Linked DNA regions of Mus musculus: regions 2, 3, 4 and 5 are each linked to region 1. The links are chromatin contacts, called in public Hi-C and HiChIP or PLAC-seq maps. All regions are on one chromosome and are shown on one strand. Each heading gives the region's core, a stretch centred on a gene start, on an enhancer-like site or on the middle of the called end of the contact. The rest is flanking DNA. Distances are from core to core; before and after follow the strand shown. Region 1 holds the start of Tbx3os2 (T-box 3, opposite strand 2). Region 2 has its middle 48 kb from the start of Gm42016. Region 3 has its middle 35 kb from the start of Gm31190. Region 4 overlaps Gm7538 (predicted gene 7538). Region 5 has its middle 30 kb from the start of Gm7538.

Region 1 (2,700 bases), core at 65-2,564:
GTAGCGCCTGGTCTTAGCCTGCTTATTTTAAATGGGAAGGCTGAAGGAAGTAGGTGTGTTCGGGCACTGTATAATTAGTTGATTAATCAGTTATATTAACTTATCAGCCGAATGATTATGAGCAGTCATTATCACCCTCAATGAGTTCTCTGTTAATTTCCTGTTGGGAGGGTCACCCTCTCTAGGCTATCCCAGGCAATAAAAAGCAACTACTTTTCATAAAACAAAATTACTTCTCACTAGAGGCCAGGGTGGAAGGTATAGGAAACTGTAGGGGAGGCCCTTTTGTGGGGAGATTTCTGGGGTCCCGGCTTGGGACTGGGTGGAGTGGGGGGGATGTGGCTTCAATGTTCACCATACTGTCAAGGTTAGCCAGGTTTCCTCTGCTCCATGCCCCCTCCAACCCTCTCAGGACATTCTAGTTTTCTGTTTGATGGTATCTTGTTTGATGACAGCCTTTTCTCCTGCATCCCACGTGGACCCCTCTCCCCACCAAATCTCAGTGCTCTTGCGTCAGACTCTTCCAAGTTCTGGGATCCCAAACTTTCTCCACTAAGACATACATGAGGGGTGGGGTGGGGTGGGGTTGGCTTTTGGGAAATACCTGTGTGGATGTTGGAGGAAGGCTACTCTGGGGCCTGGGGGAACACCTGTATAGAAGTCAGAGCAAAGATGAGAAAAAACAAAAACGCAGGAACACTTTCAGTGATATGTAATTGGCTCCCCCCCCCCCAAGCCAAGCCTGCACAGAGGACCTCGAATTAGGAAGAAGGTAGAGGCTAGCCTGGGTGTGTTTTCTACCTTTCTCCACTACTGTGTAATTTTTGACTTATCATAAAAAAAAAAAATCCATGACCATCTAAAGAAACGCTCAGGAAACAAAGGGGACATCTATGGTCCGTTTTTCTTTATTTCCTTCTGATTACTGGGGAGGAAGGCCTCTTCGCTACCCCACGAGTAAGCTCAGCCCGGCTGTATCCTGCTCAGCCCCAAGATTTGTTTCAAAAATACCATCCATGAAATCGGAAGCTGCCTGCTTGACTCAAGAGACTCCAGCCTGCCCACCAGACACCACCCATTTCTCAAGACAAATGCCACACCAACCTCTCTTCCACTCCGAGCCTGCCCCCAGGATTTTCTTGAAGGCAGGTCATAAAGTGTAGGTAGGTGTCTGCCTCTCCAGATGATGAGGATACAGGTCCTTTGCTCTGTCTTTAAACAGGACCACTTTGGAGATGACTGGAATGGGAGCGGCACCCTCCTGGCGCTTCTCGATTTCTTCAGGTTAAAACAGGACCGGGCAACCGACAACTGCACTCTACCTGAGCTGCTTCTGGGTTCTTCCCTTGGGAAAAAGCTATGAGCAGTTGCGGCCAGCGTGAGTCAGGCGCCCATGGCTTCGCTAAGCCGCTCCTTTGCTGCCATCTGCTGGTTGCACCGGAGAAGTTCACGGAGATTTTTCGAATGCAGAGAACAAGTCTCTTAAAAATAAGAAAGAGGGCTGGGGGTGGATGGTAGAGCTTGCCCCTAGATTCTATGCCAAGTTGCACAAAAATAAAGTAAGGGAAGGAGGGAAACATGGTACTGAGGCACAAAGATACGATGTAGAATAAAAACAACAGGACCTGTTTTTGTACCTTGCTACAATATTGCTTTGGTACCTTGATCAAGTTGTGTAACATCTCTTATGCCATGAGGTGAGTGTATAGTGCCGGCAGAGCAAGCTTGGCAGCTGAGTGTGAACCTCAGAAGACACGTTTTTAAAAGTCGGATGTGGAGGAATGTATCTGAGCTCACAGCACTCCTACGGGGAGATGGGGCGTGGGAGTGGAGGTCAGAACTGAAAGTCACAGTCTGGCCAGCCTGGGGTACTTCATAAGCTGCAAGGAGACTCAAACTCCCAGAATCTGTCCTCTGAGCTATATCCACATGCTTACACTCACATACATTGTATACATACTTGTTAATTAAATTATTCTATTAATTATTTTTATTATGATTAATTGATTTAGTTATTAATTTTGTCATTTAATTATTTTTATCGATTTATTAGATAATTAAAATACTCCAAGGACCAGCATGTAACTTGATGGCAGAGAATTTTTGGAGCTTGTGTGAGGATGAAGATGACGGTCTTGTAGGATGAATGATGCCCAGGTTGTACCTTTCTGCTCATTGTCTCTAAGCTGTCCTTGGACCACTGGGTTCCTGTGGATGTCTCTAAATGATTATCCTTGACTCCCTCTTTCACAATCCTCGTATCTGGAGCTCATCAAATTCACTGTCTGCTTCACCTCAAACTTACCAGTTATCCAATAGTGGGAATGATCCCAAAGTCCTGCTCGGAAGCACGTTTCAAAAAGTCCTATGATCATAGAACAGCATCATCTTCAGTGGCCTCCTCGGACAGGAGTGACCTGGCCTCTCCTTTCTCAACTGCACGCCACCCGACTCTTCAGAAGCAAGCTATTTCAAGGCCAAATTGTCACCTTCCTTCTCCCAGTGCTCCCTCAGCCTAGGTTTCAAACTTGGGCACTGGTGACAACTGGCTGGTTCTATGAGCTCAGGGATGTCCTGTCTATGAATTCAGGAAGGGGTAGTGCCATTTAGCTCTGGTATCTGCCCACTAGACAGACGCTTTGGGAGACAACCTAAGATGTCTTTGGATGCTGCCCTGAACCACGTTGACAGCATCAGCCC
Region 2 (2,724 bases), core at 124-2,623, 320 kb before region 1:
CTAGCCCTTATAGAATCTGAAGGCAAACTGGGCCTCAGTGACATAGTAAGTGGTCAGTCAACAGTAATTATTCATTGTGTTGTTGTTGCTGTTGCTGTTGCTGCTGCTGTTTTGTGGTCTGCTCCTCTGAGTTCAACTATACCACCCGCTTGTTTGCTGACACTTTGTGTCTGGCCTCTGTGATGTGTTCCAGGTCGTTTTCATTCTGTTTAAGAAAGAGCTGAGCTTGTTGCAGATCCGAGACTTCACCGAATCACCCCTGCAAACAGTAATCAGTGACCCAGGAGCCATGGTTAGGAATAAGTAAACATAGGAACTAGACGCATTGCATGTCGGGAAAGGATATCAGTCACGTCCCCTCATCCCCCTATCCTTCATCTGCATTCTGGGTAACCAACACTCACCTATCTATATTCTACCACACCATCAAAATGTATATAGAGGGTGAACGGGACCTACTGAATATCTGTAATCTCATCACTTAGGAGGTGGCAGCAGAAGGGTTAGAAGTTCAAGATCATCCTCAGCTACAATGGAGAGTTGAGGACCGGTCTGAAATACATGAGACTCCATTTCAAAACAAAACAAAACAAAACAAAACAAAACAACAACAACAACAACAAACCCCAAAACCCCGAAGAGCAAATGACATAACGGGTGTCATATTTCTCCTCCTTGCTCCATGCTATTCCCAGACATGCTTGGCTGGAGGGCGCTTCCATCCTAGCAATCACTCCTTCCATCTGCCTCTTGCCTTGGAACACATCACAGCGGCCAGACACAAGGTGACAGCAAACAAGCAGGTGGTCACATTGAACTCTGAGAAGCAGATCACAAAAAAAAAAAAAAAGAAAAGAAAAGAAAAAAGAAAAAAAAAGCCGATGGCTTTCTCAAAAGCATCCTGCGAGCAGATTAATCTTTGAATCCGTGTTCTCTAAACATTTTAAATATGATGCTTAGTGACTAATCCAGGAGCTGCAGACAGAACTGCCATGCCAGGTGTAGGCATGGATTTAGAAAGGGGTGGGTGTCCAAAACCAACACCTGCGAGCAGCCAATCACATCCCCACAGTCAACAGGCCGCGCATGCGCGTGTGGAGGGCTGCATGTCTCTGCTTTGATTCTTGCTTAGCGCCGATTGGCCACAGGTTGGGCGCTTTTATGTTATTGACCAAATGGTACCCGTCACCCCAACATGAGAAAATGTTGCACCTGCCTTGAAAGACCCAAAGCTGGCAGCCTCCCTCACAGTCTCGGAAAAGCTCCTGGATCAGTTTTAATGCTTAAAGCCCCAGCCTTTGTGAGTTCAGATCCCCCAGCATTTGGTGGGCCCATGGGTGTGTGCTTTACCCTCGCAGCTGCGACTCGCCATAGACACCCCTCTGCGGAAATGCAAGGAATTTTACAAAAGGGTCGCCATGACCTCGCACTGTCTGTGAACTCTATCCCCCGCCTCCACCCCCGCTTTTAACTGTTCACAGGAGATCTCATTTCCCACCCCACTCAAACTCAAACTCCGTCAGGGTATAAGGACAACTGTCTGCCTTCTTAGACTCTGAGATCCTCTGCTGTAGATTGGACAATGAATCAAAACAAAACAAAACAACAACCTGCGTTCGTGGCAGACATCAATAATCAATCACAGAGTGTTCATCCTATGCCTGGATCCATCCTCTACGTTTGTTAAGTATTTGAAGCAAGCATCACTAAAAAAATCTAAGTGGGCTGCTATGAACTATCGTCATTCTGATTCAAAGGCTTTAATAGAAAAATAAATTAAAGCCATGAAGGAAAAATGACCTCCTGGTACCCAGACAGTGTGTGTGAGTCAGGTCTGAGGGTATATAGTTCAAGCATCTCTAATTCCCAGGCCTATGTCTCCAGGCCAAGAGACAATTATGTCCCTTGAAGTCTCTGAAGATTCACTCCCGCTCTCCTGACTAAGCATGCCAAAAAAAAAAAGTTTACGTACATAATATATGTACATTACGTATATTACAAATAAATGTAAGAAATAAGAAACCAGTGGCCACTTTGCCTTCTTCCCACACACTGTAAGAGAGAGTGTATTAGTCAGCTATTACCACAATAATGTTGCATAACAAGCCATTCTACAAACCAACAGCTGACAGCAATGGGCATTTAAGTTTTACAAGAGAGTCTGTAATGACCTTGGGTGGGGCTGAGGTGGGGCTTTGCTTGGCGACCAACGTCTTTGCTGGATATAAGAGGAATGGTCCAGCTTGTTGATGGCTCATCTAGTAAAGTGCTTGCTTTGTGTGAATGAGGACCTAAGGTTGACACCCAGAACCGATATTAAAAAGAAAGAAAAGGCTGGATATATTGGTACTTACTCCTCATCCTGGCCTGGGAGGTGGAGACAGGTGCATCATAGCCCTTGTATCCTGGTTGTGTAGGGTGGGGATAGGGGTACCCAAGGTTATCCTCTGGCTTCCACATATGTGTGCATCTACACACACACACACACACACACACACACACACACACACACATGGTGAGGGCGGGTCACTCCTTTTCACTGTAGCTTAAAGAGAGCTCAAAGCTAAGTATGTTCAACATCCCTGCTCAACCTGTACCTCCTTGTACTGTGTGGACCAATGCAAGTTCTACCCAGGTCCAAACTCACAGATGTGAGGGAATAGTCTTCGCCCTCAGTAGAAGAGAAATATTCATGGCTATGAATGTTAGCTATGCAATAACACA
Region 3 (2,700 bases), core at 166-2,665, 430 kb before region 1:
ACAGTGTCAATGCCTGGTCATCCCAGCACTAAGGAGGCAGAGCCTGGAAGTCCCCAAGTTCAAAGCCAGTCTGTGCTACATAGCAAAAGTTCAAAGCCCAGCCTGAGCTACTTAGTAAGCCCCTTCTCAAAAGTAAGCTCAAACAAAAATAGTCCCCAAAGACCCACTTTAAATATGTGATGTTTTGGGGGGGAATAATAAAAATTCTGAGTGCTTACTATTTAGAAAATTGAATTAAAAATGTACATTTTTCATTTTGGGGGGAAATATATATACATGAAAGAAGGTCTCCCCATGTAGACCAGGCTGGACTGGAACTCACAGAAATCCACCTGCCTCTGTCTCCTGAGTACTGAATGCCACAAGGCTTGGCTTAAGCAAAATGAGGTGTCATTTTTAAGCACAGTTATTAGGTGTTGAAAACCAGCAAAAGAGTGGTGCCACTCATGATTTGTAAATGGGATAGAAGTTTAAGCAGCGAGTTAAATTTATTTTAAATTTTAAAATACTTTAAATTCCCAAAGAAATGTGGATTGCAAATAATGAGCGTAGGGTCTGTTTTGTAAATTGGCTTTTCTGTGTTGGGGTATGCTAACTGGGAATCAGTTGTCTCCAGAGGTTTTTAGAAGCAAAAGAAGATTCATTGTGCTCTCTGCCCTTGACCTCATGATGTAGCTGAGGATAGCCTTGAACTTCCGATCTTCCTGTCTCCCAAGTGCTGAGATTATAGCCTGTGCCACTACACTTGGTGTAAGCCATAACAGAACCCAGAGCCCTTGGAAATGCCAGCTGAGCTCTCAACCAATCAACCAACAAACCAACCAACCAACCACATCCTCCATCCTTGCTGCACATTTTCTTAGCCAAAATGTCTTCAAAGCCTCTCGGTAGAAGATAGAGTTCCAGCCATTTAGCCTGGAAATGTAAGCCAGCCAAACCGGGGCTCCGGCCGGCGATGCGTGCTGGTTTAATTTCTTTGTGGTTTCAGCAGTCTCTTCGTTCATCCAGCTCCGATTTTTCCTGGGCAGGAATCCCAAAGTAACAGACCCAGAGGAAGAGTCCAGCCTCTCCATCCGCAATAATCCAATCATGTCTCAGCTGGGAGGCCCGCACCCTGCAAGGGAAGGCAGTGGAGAGAGCACGAGCCAAGCACTCGTTTTCTCTTATTCTTGCGAGCTAAGTTGAAAAGATTTGTTGTTTAAAATCCACACGAAGAGAAGGGGGCAAAAATCTGCTTCTTTCCCGGTTCTTTTGTTTTGTTCTGTGTTTTTTGGATCAGAAACACAGGGCTTCCCAATCAACTTAACTGAGTGAGTCCCAGAAGCGGATGCATCTCAAATGTAAAACACACCTCCGTCTTGGGCCGGCTGCCACTGATGACTGAGCAGACAGAAAGAGGAGGAGACTTCTTGGGAGATGTGGTCCCAGACTGTGGAGGGGAAGAGGGGAGAAAGGATGAAGGATCCTCTGTCCTGGAGCAGCAGAGGGCTGCCATGCCAACTAACTGGCTTGTCGGGGTCTCCCACGTGGAAAGCAGGCCCAAGTGCTGCTGGATTTGAACCTGGCACATGTTGAGGGACTGGTTCAAACCTGAATGCATGCCACACACACGCAGAAGAACATGTTCGCTCAGAGACAAAACAAAGCATACCAGTTAACACCAGCGATGCTCACACTGGCAGACATTCTGGAGAATGACTCTTCCCGCCCCCCCCACCTCCCCCCCCCAGTCCCCAAGGGCAAACGGTACACGGCAGTTGGAATGATGTGACATACAAATTAATACATACAGGCTTTTAAAGGCCTGGGAGGAGACATGGGCCATTTCACAGCCTCGCTCTCAGACGTGTGTTTTCAAAGGCTGCTGGGGACTCTTTACTTTCCTTCCACGGTTGGACCAAAATGAGGATGTTGAGCCGTGTAACCAAAGACATCTCTTGGTGAAAGATCCGACTTCAAGTGACTCTAATTCCCATTTTCATCAATGTTGTGCTGGCTGGACATGAAAACAGCCATTTAAATGGGTTTCTTCTGTCTTCTTGGTAATAGATTTGAGTTTACATGCTCAACATCTGGTTTGTTGAACCAAAATGTGCAAGTGGTTTTGGGTCTCCCAGCCAGTCGACAGACTCCAGCTGAGACATGGCCCCCTTCCTTCTCACTGACCTGGACTTTGACCCAAGTTTTCTTCTTTCTTTTCCCCTGCTCGTAAAAAGGTGTTTGGGGTCTGTCTGGGAGGTCCTTACCTGGTTAGCAGTACCAGTCAAGGCAGCCTAAGTGCAGAGCTTCAGTCATCCTAAGACAGGAGTTTGGATCCGGAGAGATGCTGGAGTGTTGAAGAGCACTTGCTGCTCTTGCAAAGGAACTCAGTTCTGTTCCTAGCACCCATTCAGATCATCTGTGGCTGGAGCTCCACGGGATCCGACGCCCTCTTCTGGCCTCTCTGGGCACTGCACTCATGTGCACAACCCTCCACCTCCCACATACCCACATAATTTAAAACAAGGAAAAGATAAGTTCTTCCAACTGAGTGTGGGGTCTACAGCCTCACGGGATCTCAGTAGCCAGAGACCAAACCAGAATGAATGAAGCATGCCATGCAGGGCTGCAGCAGATTTATGAATGTCCCTTCTGAGGTCAAGTTTATGACCAACAAGTCTTGATGTGAGATCAGCCGGTTCTGTACAGAGAATTCATTTG
Region 4 (2,700 bases), core at 142-2,641, 500 kb before region 1:
GCACCTACTGTAGGCCCCAGGCTGTGTGCTACATAGAATACATGCCAGCACCCTTGCCACGATCCCGTGAATCAGGAAGAATTAGCCCCATGCAGAACTGAGAGTGTGACAGAAATGAAGAAAGTGCCCCCATGAAAATTAATATCTCTTGCTAATAATACACAGACAACTTATGACATTCTTGACTGGTCCATTTTAGCTCCCACAGTCAGCTATCAAAAGCTGAAGCAGGGTCCCCCAAGGTTTGTGTGTGGGATGCTTGGTCCCCACTGGATGGAGCTATGTCTTGAAGCTGTAAAAACTCTGAGACGTGGGCCCTAACTGCAAGGACTGGGTTAGCTTTCGTGCTTGTACTTAGCCCATGGTCCCTTTTTCTGTTTCTCTGCTTCCTGTCAGCCACAAGGTAAACAAACGTAATTTTATGCCCGAGGCTAATACATCCCATGGTGTAAACCATCTGGAACCAGGAGCAGAGTAGATGCGCCCATGTGCTGAAGTCTGGCAAGGACAGTCAGTCTTGCTGTCCCCATTTCCAGACAAGGTGGCAGAGGTTCAGTGACCCAGTGAGAGATGTCAATAGTCACAGTCAGTGGCTCACTCAACACCAGGGTGCAGAGACTTCACCCAGCCTCAATGCTGCCTTTGGAATCCAGCTGCTTTTCACCCCAGCTCCTGAAGTCAGAACAGGTTTTACCAACTCAACCCCTGCCAGAGATTTGGCATGCATGCCAGTGTCAAGAGCCAAGAGACTGGAACACATCTCTGTGGTTTCCTGAAACTTGGGACTCACTGGGTATTTCTGTAGCTTCTTCTTCATTAGGTAGAGACTTGGCTTCATGGGGCTTCTAGCACTCCTTTAAATTCAGCCCTGGGAAACCCAGGAGAAGAGAAGCCACCAGTAACATGAAGGCAGAGCTGAGCTGAAGTTCTGCCTTCCATTTGGGTTGGTTGGTTCTGGAAATATCTTAGGTTTTCCATAAACGTGCTCCACATCACCTGAGCTCCCTGAAGCTACGGCACAAATGTCTACTGTTGTTCTTTTATATTTTCAACTTTTTTTTTTGTCTGTTCCATTAAAGTTTTGTTTTTTTTTTGTTTGTTTGTTTGTTTTGTTTTTTTTAATTGCAATGAGAACTAGCAGGTGGATGGATGGCAGCTTTTCTGAGGATGAGCTTAGGAGCCCTGGGAAGACCGATTGGACAGTCTGGGGATGTGGCTGTTGTTCCTGCCTGATAGGATGCTTTTTTTCTAGCCTCTGGAATGAAGGAAGCAGGCTTTGTACCCAGCACGTGCACACACCACCGCTTCTTCGCTGTGTATTCCTTGTTCAGCCACATCACCAGGCTTACGGGAGTGGATATGTGAACTCTCCCAGACATGACCATCTCCCTGGGGACTGTCTTTTGCCAATTCTTCCTGTCAGTTCTGCTGCAGATGTTGGGAGGGACGGGGAGGCGGGGTGCAGCCTCGGCGGAGGGGGGCGGGGGGGATGCATAGAGGCAGGCTCTGCTGGGCAGACTTTCCAACAACTGTTGGATGGCTGATCTTAAAATACAGCTTCCATGCGTGGTTTGTCCAGTTCTCACGCTTTGTTTCTGAAACTCTCAACCAATGAGGGTCTGGAAGAATCCTGGAGCTTCTTTGTATCATTCCTACCCCTCCTCTGTAAGGAACCGAGACACCCAGTGCTCTGACAAAAACAGCAGCGGAGGTGTGCTACTCAGTACTTCCAGAAGTTTCCCGAAGCAACAGGTCAAAGGTCACTTTGGTTTTGTTGACTTTGTCAGGCCCATTATCAGAAACGCAAGCACCCTTTTGTGTAAGACAGTCCAGCCATTTATTCAGCACTCCACTAAGAACTTAAAACACATTATTAATCCCTTGATGGTTAATCTTAACTGTCAGGTTTATGGATTTAGACTCACTTAAGGGACGCACCCCTGGGTAAGTCTTTGAAGGAATTCCCAGAGAGGTTTAAGTGAGGTGGGAAGACCCACCCTCTGGGCCGCGTGCAGCGCCATTCCCTGGGACAGGATCCTGGACTGAATCAAAAGGGGAAAACCAGCATCTCGTCTCTTTCCACTTTGCGGCCATGGTGCCATGTGGCTAGTTACATCACACTCTTGCTATCTCAAATGTAATGGAACTGTCCCCTCAGACCCCCCCCCCCAAGTAAACTTTCCCTTCCTTTCATCAGATATTCAGTCCCCATCACGAGAACAGCAGCTGATGCAAACCTACCTACAAATCATATGGGAAGATGGTTACATTCATTTTGTAAGTAAGAAAGCTGACAGCGAGGACAGGAGCTGTGAGAGGCTACACAGCCAGCGAGCGCCAGAGCTGGGCACCTGGTCCTGGCTCGTTTGATTTCATCCGACCTCTTGACAAGGAAACAGTAAACTGCTCAGGGGTTGGCAGATCTATGACTACGATGAAGAGTTACCATTCACATGGCAGTTTTAAGGCAGTGGTTCTCAACCTGGGGGGGGGGTCACGACTCTTTGGGGGATCAAGTGGCCCTTTTGCATGGGGGGGTTAGCATATCAGATATCCTGCATATCAGATATTTACATAAGGACTCATAAGAGTATCAAAGTTGCAGTTATGAAGTAGCAACGAAATAATTTTATGGTTGGGGGATCACCACAAAATGGGGAACTGTACTAAAGGGACCCAGAATTTGCAGGTTTGGGAACC
Region 5 (2,700 bases), core at 28-2,527, 460 kb before region 1:
CAATTCACGTGTCCACTCTAAATGCTTGTGCCTTACCGTCATTTACCTGAGTCTGTGTCTGGCTTTGTACCCAGGAACCCAGAAATATTGCAGAAATTCAAACGTGATTTTAGTTAATATTTAACAGGAGAACCCCAGTCCAGCTCTGCAAATCCACCCCACTATACACAGCACGAGCACTGTTGGTTGATAGGGATGGGAATTGAAGTATTAATCAGTCGCTTCTGTTTTCCAATAAGAAGATCTTAATTCATCACCTGGAATCCAGGCACGTCTGTACTTAATCATGTATTGATGGGAGCTGGTCCTACTAAGTGGCCTCATTCGTGACTGAGAGAACTTTGGCAGGAACACCAAATACATTTCCTCCCAACACCTCCAGGGAAAGCCCCGAGAGTCTTGAGTAATCACCCACAGTGTAAAAGAAAATATAGATCTTGGGTTCTCTAATTATGTACAAAAGGGCAGCTTGAGATCTTGGGTCAGCTTGGTTTACATCGTCAAACACCCCAAGTCCTGGTCCCAAGTGTGCACACATTACCTTCATCTCTTTCTCCCCCTCTGTCTGGGTGTTTCTGAGATGCTCACCTCCAGAGTTCAAGTCTCTTCAGTGTGTTCCGGAAGTGTGTGAGTTATGGCTAATGTCTGACTCAGCTCCGCTCGGCTTTTCCCTGAAGCAAGGCTCCTTGGCTGACTCCAGGACCCACAGATTCCAGAAGGGGTGCTCTGATGGTTCAACTGGCAAGTATTTCCCACAGGCTCCTGTGTTTAAACACCGCCCCCACCTCCTCCACGCCCCCAGCTTAGTGGTATTCTCTGAGGATATAGTGGGAACCTTTTAGACACAGAGTATTGGGTGGAATTCATCCAGCCATGGGAGCAGGCAGGTCACAGGCCAGCTTTACATCCTGCTGACTGCCCTCATGCAAACTCTCCCACTGTCAGAGCCAAGAAGGGCACTGCTGGACTTGCCATGCCTTCCTGGCTGTCAGGAGCAACCACACCCTGTAAACTGTGGACCACCATTGATCCCTCCCCACTTGGATTGTCCCTGATAGGCATTTGGTCACAGTGACAGAGAAAGAGGGTCCATCTAAAAACCCAAATGCCTTCACAGGGCCCTTGGCATTTCAAGGCCATGATTCTGAAAGCCCAGACGATGCTAACACTGACAGAAACTTGTTCATTTCTTCTGTGGACTTGCTCTGCCCAGGCACCTGAGGAGACAACCCATGTCTCATCTCTGTCTCACCCCATGTGATTCCCAGCCACCTATAAACTCAGCCCTGTGCTCAGAGCACATCCGTGGTTCTATACAGACACCACGGGGTGGTGAGCAGGAGGGTTGCCCATGAAGGTGAAGGAAGTACGCTCTTGTGGGTGTGCCTTTGGGGTCTGTAATGGCTAATCTTGGTTGCCAACTCGTCTTACACGCGTTCTCGCGACCGGCCAGGAAGAACGCAACAAACCGGAATCTTCTGCGGCAAAACTTTATTGCTTACATCTTCAGGAGCAAGAGTGCAAGCCCCAAGCCCAAAACGAAAGCGAAACCCCGTCCCTCTTTAAGGAGAATTATTCTCCGCCTAGGATGTATTACTCCCTGATTGGCTGCAGCCCATCGGCCGAGTTGTCGTCACGGGGAAGGCAGAGCACATGGGGTGGAAAACTACCCTTGGCACATGCGCAGATTATTTGTTTACCACTTAGAACACAGGATGTCAGCGCCATCTTGCAACGGCGAATGTGAGGGCGGCTTCCCACAAACTCGACACACTTGAGAAGAGGAAACCTCACCAAGAAACTGCCTCCATCAGATTGGCCTGAGGTCATGGCTATGGGAGCATGGTTTTAATTGCTGATAGATGAAAAATATGGGCAAGCCAGGGAACAAGACAGTAAATAGCATTTTCTCATGGTCTCTGCTTCATTGTCTTTACCTTGAGTTCCTACCTCGGCTTCCCTCAGCGATGGACTGTGTGACTCGTAAGCTAAATAATCCCTTTTCTCCCCCGAGTTGGTTTTGGTCAGTGTCTTATCACAGCAATAAAATCATACTAGAATAGAAACTTTATCTTACTCCCAGTCTCTCTCTCCCTTCTCCCTTCCTCCCTCTCTCCCTCCCTCTGTCTTCTTCTTCGCGTGCGCGTGCACACACACACACACACACACACACACACACGGGTTTCTGGTGTTGTTTTATAGGTGATAAGGTGATCTTTACTTTGTTTTTAGAGACAGGGTCTCTCTCACTAACCCTGAACTTGCCTAGTAGGCTATTCTGGTTGTCCAGAGTGCCTCAGATATCAATGTGTCTTTCCCTCTCCAGTACTGAGATTACAAACTACATGTACACCAGACCACAGGCAGCTCTTTGGGGTGTGAATTCTGGGAATTGAGCTTGTGAGCACTTTGCAGACCCAGCCATCTCTCCAGCCCTCTTCCTTACTCTTTAATACTATCTACTACTAAAAAACCAAACCAAACAAACAAACAAACAAACAAAAAACCCTAACAACACATTGTCAGCTGGAGACTCCTGGAAGATGCCAGGACATGGAATAAATACATGAACCTAGAGAGCAGTGATTCTTAGACAGAGGAAGAATATTTTTAAAAAATACAAATAAAAAATGAGATAAAGCATATGAAAATAATAGCAGGTCTGGAGAGATGGCTCAGTGGTTAAGAGCACAGGGCCTG

The links. Hi-C and Micro-C count contacts between places; a contact is called where the count stands out from the background. HiChIP or PLAC-seq counts read pairs in DNA pulled down with a chosen protein or histone mark.
Region 2: a contact with region 1 is called in an H3K27ac HiChIP or PLAC-seq map of embryonic stem cells, with 6 times the contacts expected there. The contact joins the enhancer-like site here to the promoter of Tbx3os2 in region 1. A contact is called at or near these places in 2 of 15 datasets of contacts at CTCF or cohesin (both in embryonic stem cells), 27 of 484 Hi-C or Micro-C datasets (embryonic stem cells and trophoblast stem cells), 12 of 115 datasets of contacts at active chromatin or transcription factors (craniofacial prominence, embryonic stem cells and stem cell-derived neural progenitor cells) and 1 of 9 other capture datasets (embryonic stem cells).
Region 3: a contact with region 1 is called in a Hi-C map of uterus, with 2.5 times the contacts expected there. The contact joins the enhancer-like site here to the promoter of Tbx3os2 in region 1. A contact is called at or near these places in 6 of 484 Hi-C or Micro-C datasets (the C2C12 cell line, nephron progenitors, palatal mesenchyme and 2 more), 9 of 115 datasets of contacts at active chromatin or transcription factors (craniofacial prominence, embryonic stem cells, fetal liver and 1 more) and 1 of 9 other capture datasets (embryonic stem cells).
Region 4: a contact with region 1 is called in a Hi-C map of uterus, with 2.4 times the contacts expected there. The contact joins the enhancer-like site here to the promoter of Tbx3os2 in region 1. A contact is called at or near these places in 1 of 39 promoter capture datasets (embryonic stem cells), 4 of 484 Hi-C or Micro-C datasets (the C2C12 cell line, embryonic stem cells and uterus), 6 of 115 datasets of contacts at active chromatin or transcription factors (craniofacial prominence, embryonic forebrain, embryonic limb bud and 2 more) and 1 of 9 other capture datasets (embryonic stem cells).
Region 5: a Hi-C map of the N1E-115 cell line shows a contact between it and region 1, with 5 times the contacts expected there. The contact joins the enhancer-like site here to the promoter of Tbx3os2 in region 1. A contact is called at or near these places in 1 of 39 promoter capture datasets (embryonic stem cells), 6 of 484 Hi-C or Micro-C datasets (the N1E-115 cell line, embryonic stem cells and uterus), 6 of 115 datasets of contacts at active chromatin or transcription factors (craniofacial prominence, embryonic basal ganglia, embryonic limb bud and 2 more) and 1 of 9 other capture datasets (embryonic stem cells).

What each region holds. Positions count from the first base shown.
Region 1 is chr5:119,689,904-119,692,603 of GRCm38.p6, forward strand. Tbx3os2 (T-box 3, opposite strand 2) reads right to left here and starts at 1,315. Exons shown (of 3, transcript NR_040416.1): 1 at 1,105-1,315.
Region 2 is chr5:119,372,863-119,375,586 of GRCm38.p6, forward strand. No RefSeq gene overlaps it. Among named protein-coding and RNA genes, the nearest start is that of Gm42016, 48 kb to the left of the region's middle. Within about 2 kb of position 1,374, at least 8 of the 459 cell types and tissues checked have an H3K27ac peak or open chromatin away from gene starts, as enhancers often do. A contact at or near this core is called in embryonic stem cells, where this site is marked.
Region 3 is chr5:119,264,321-119,267,020 of GRCm38.p6, forward strand. No RefSeq gene overlaps it. Among named protein-coding and RNA genes, the nearest start is that of Gm31190, 35 kb to the right of the region's middle. Within about 2 kb of position 1,416, at least 33 of the 459 cell types and tissues checked have an H3K27ac peak or open chromatin away from gene starts, as enhancers often do. A contact at or near this core is called in palatal mesenchyme and uterus, where this site is marked.
Region 4 is chr5:119,192,495-119,195,194 of GRCm38.p6, forward strand. It overlaps Gm7538 (predicted gene 7538), which reads right to left. Exons shown (of 3, transcript NR_046033.1): 3 at 1,819-2,700. Among named protein-coding and RNA genes, the nearest start is that of Gm7538, 6.2 kb to the right of the region's middle. Within about 2 kb of position 1,392, at least 3 of the 459 cell types and tissues checked have an H3K27ac peak or open chromatin away from gene starts, as enhancers often do. A contact at or near this core is called in uterus, where this site is marked.
Region 5 is chr5:119,228,179-119,230,878 of GRCm38.p6, forward strand. No RefSeq gene overlaps it. Among named protein-coding and RNA genes, the nearest start is that of Gm7538, 30 kb to the left of the region's middle. Within about 2 kb of position 1,278, at least 18 of the 459 cell types and tissues checked have an H3K27ac peak or open chromatin away from gene starts, as enhancers often do. A contact at or near this core is called in the N1E-115 cell line, where this site is marked.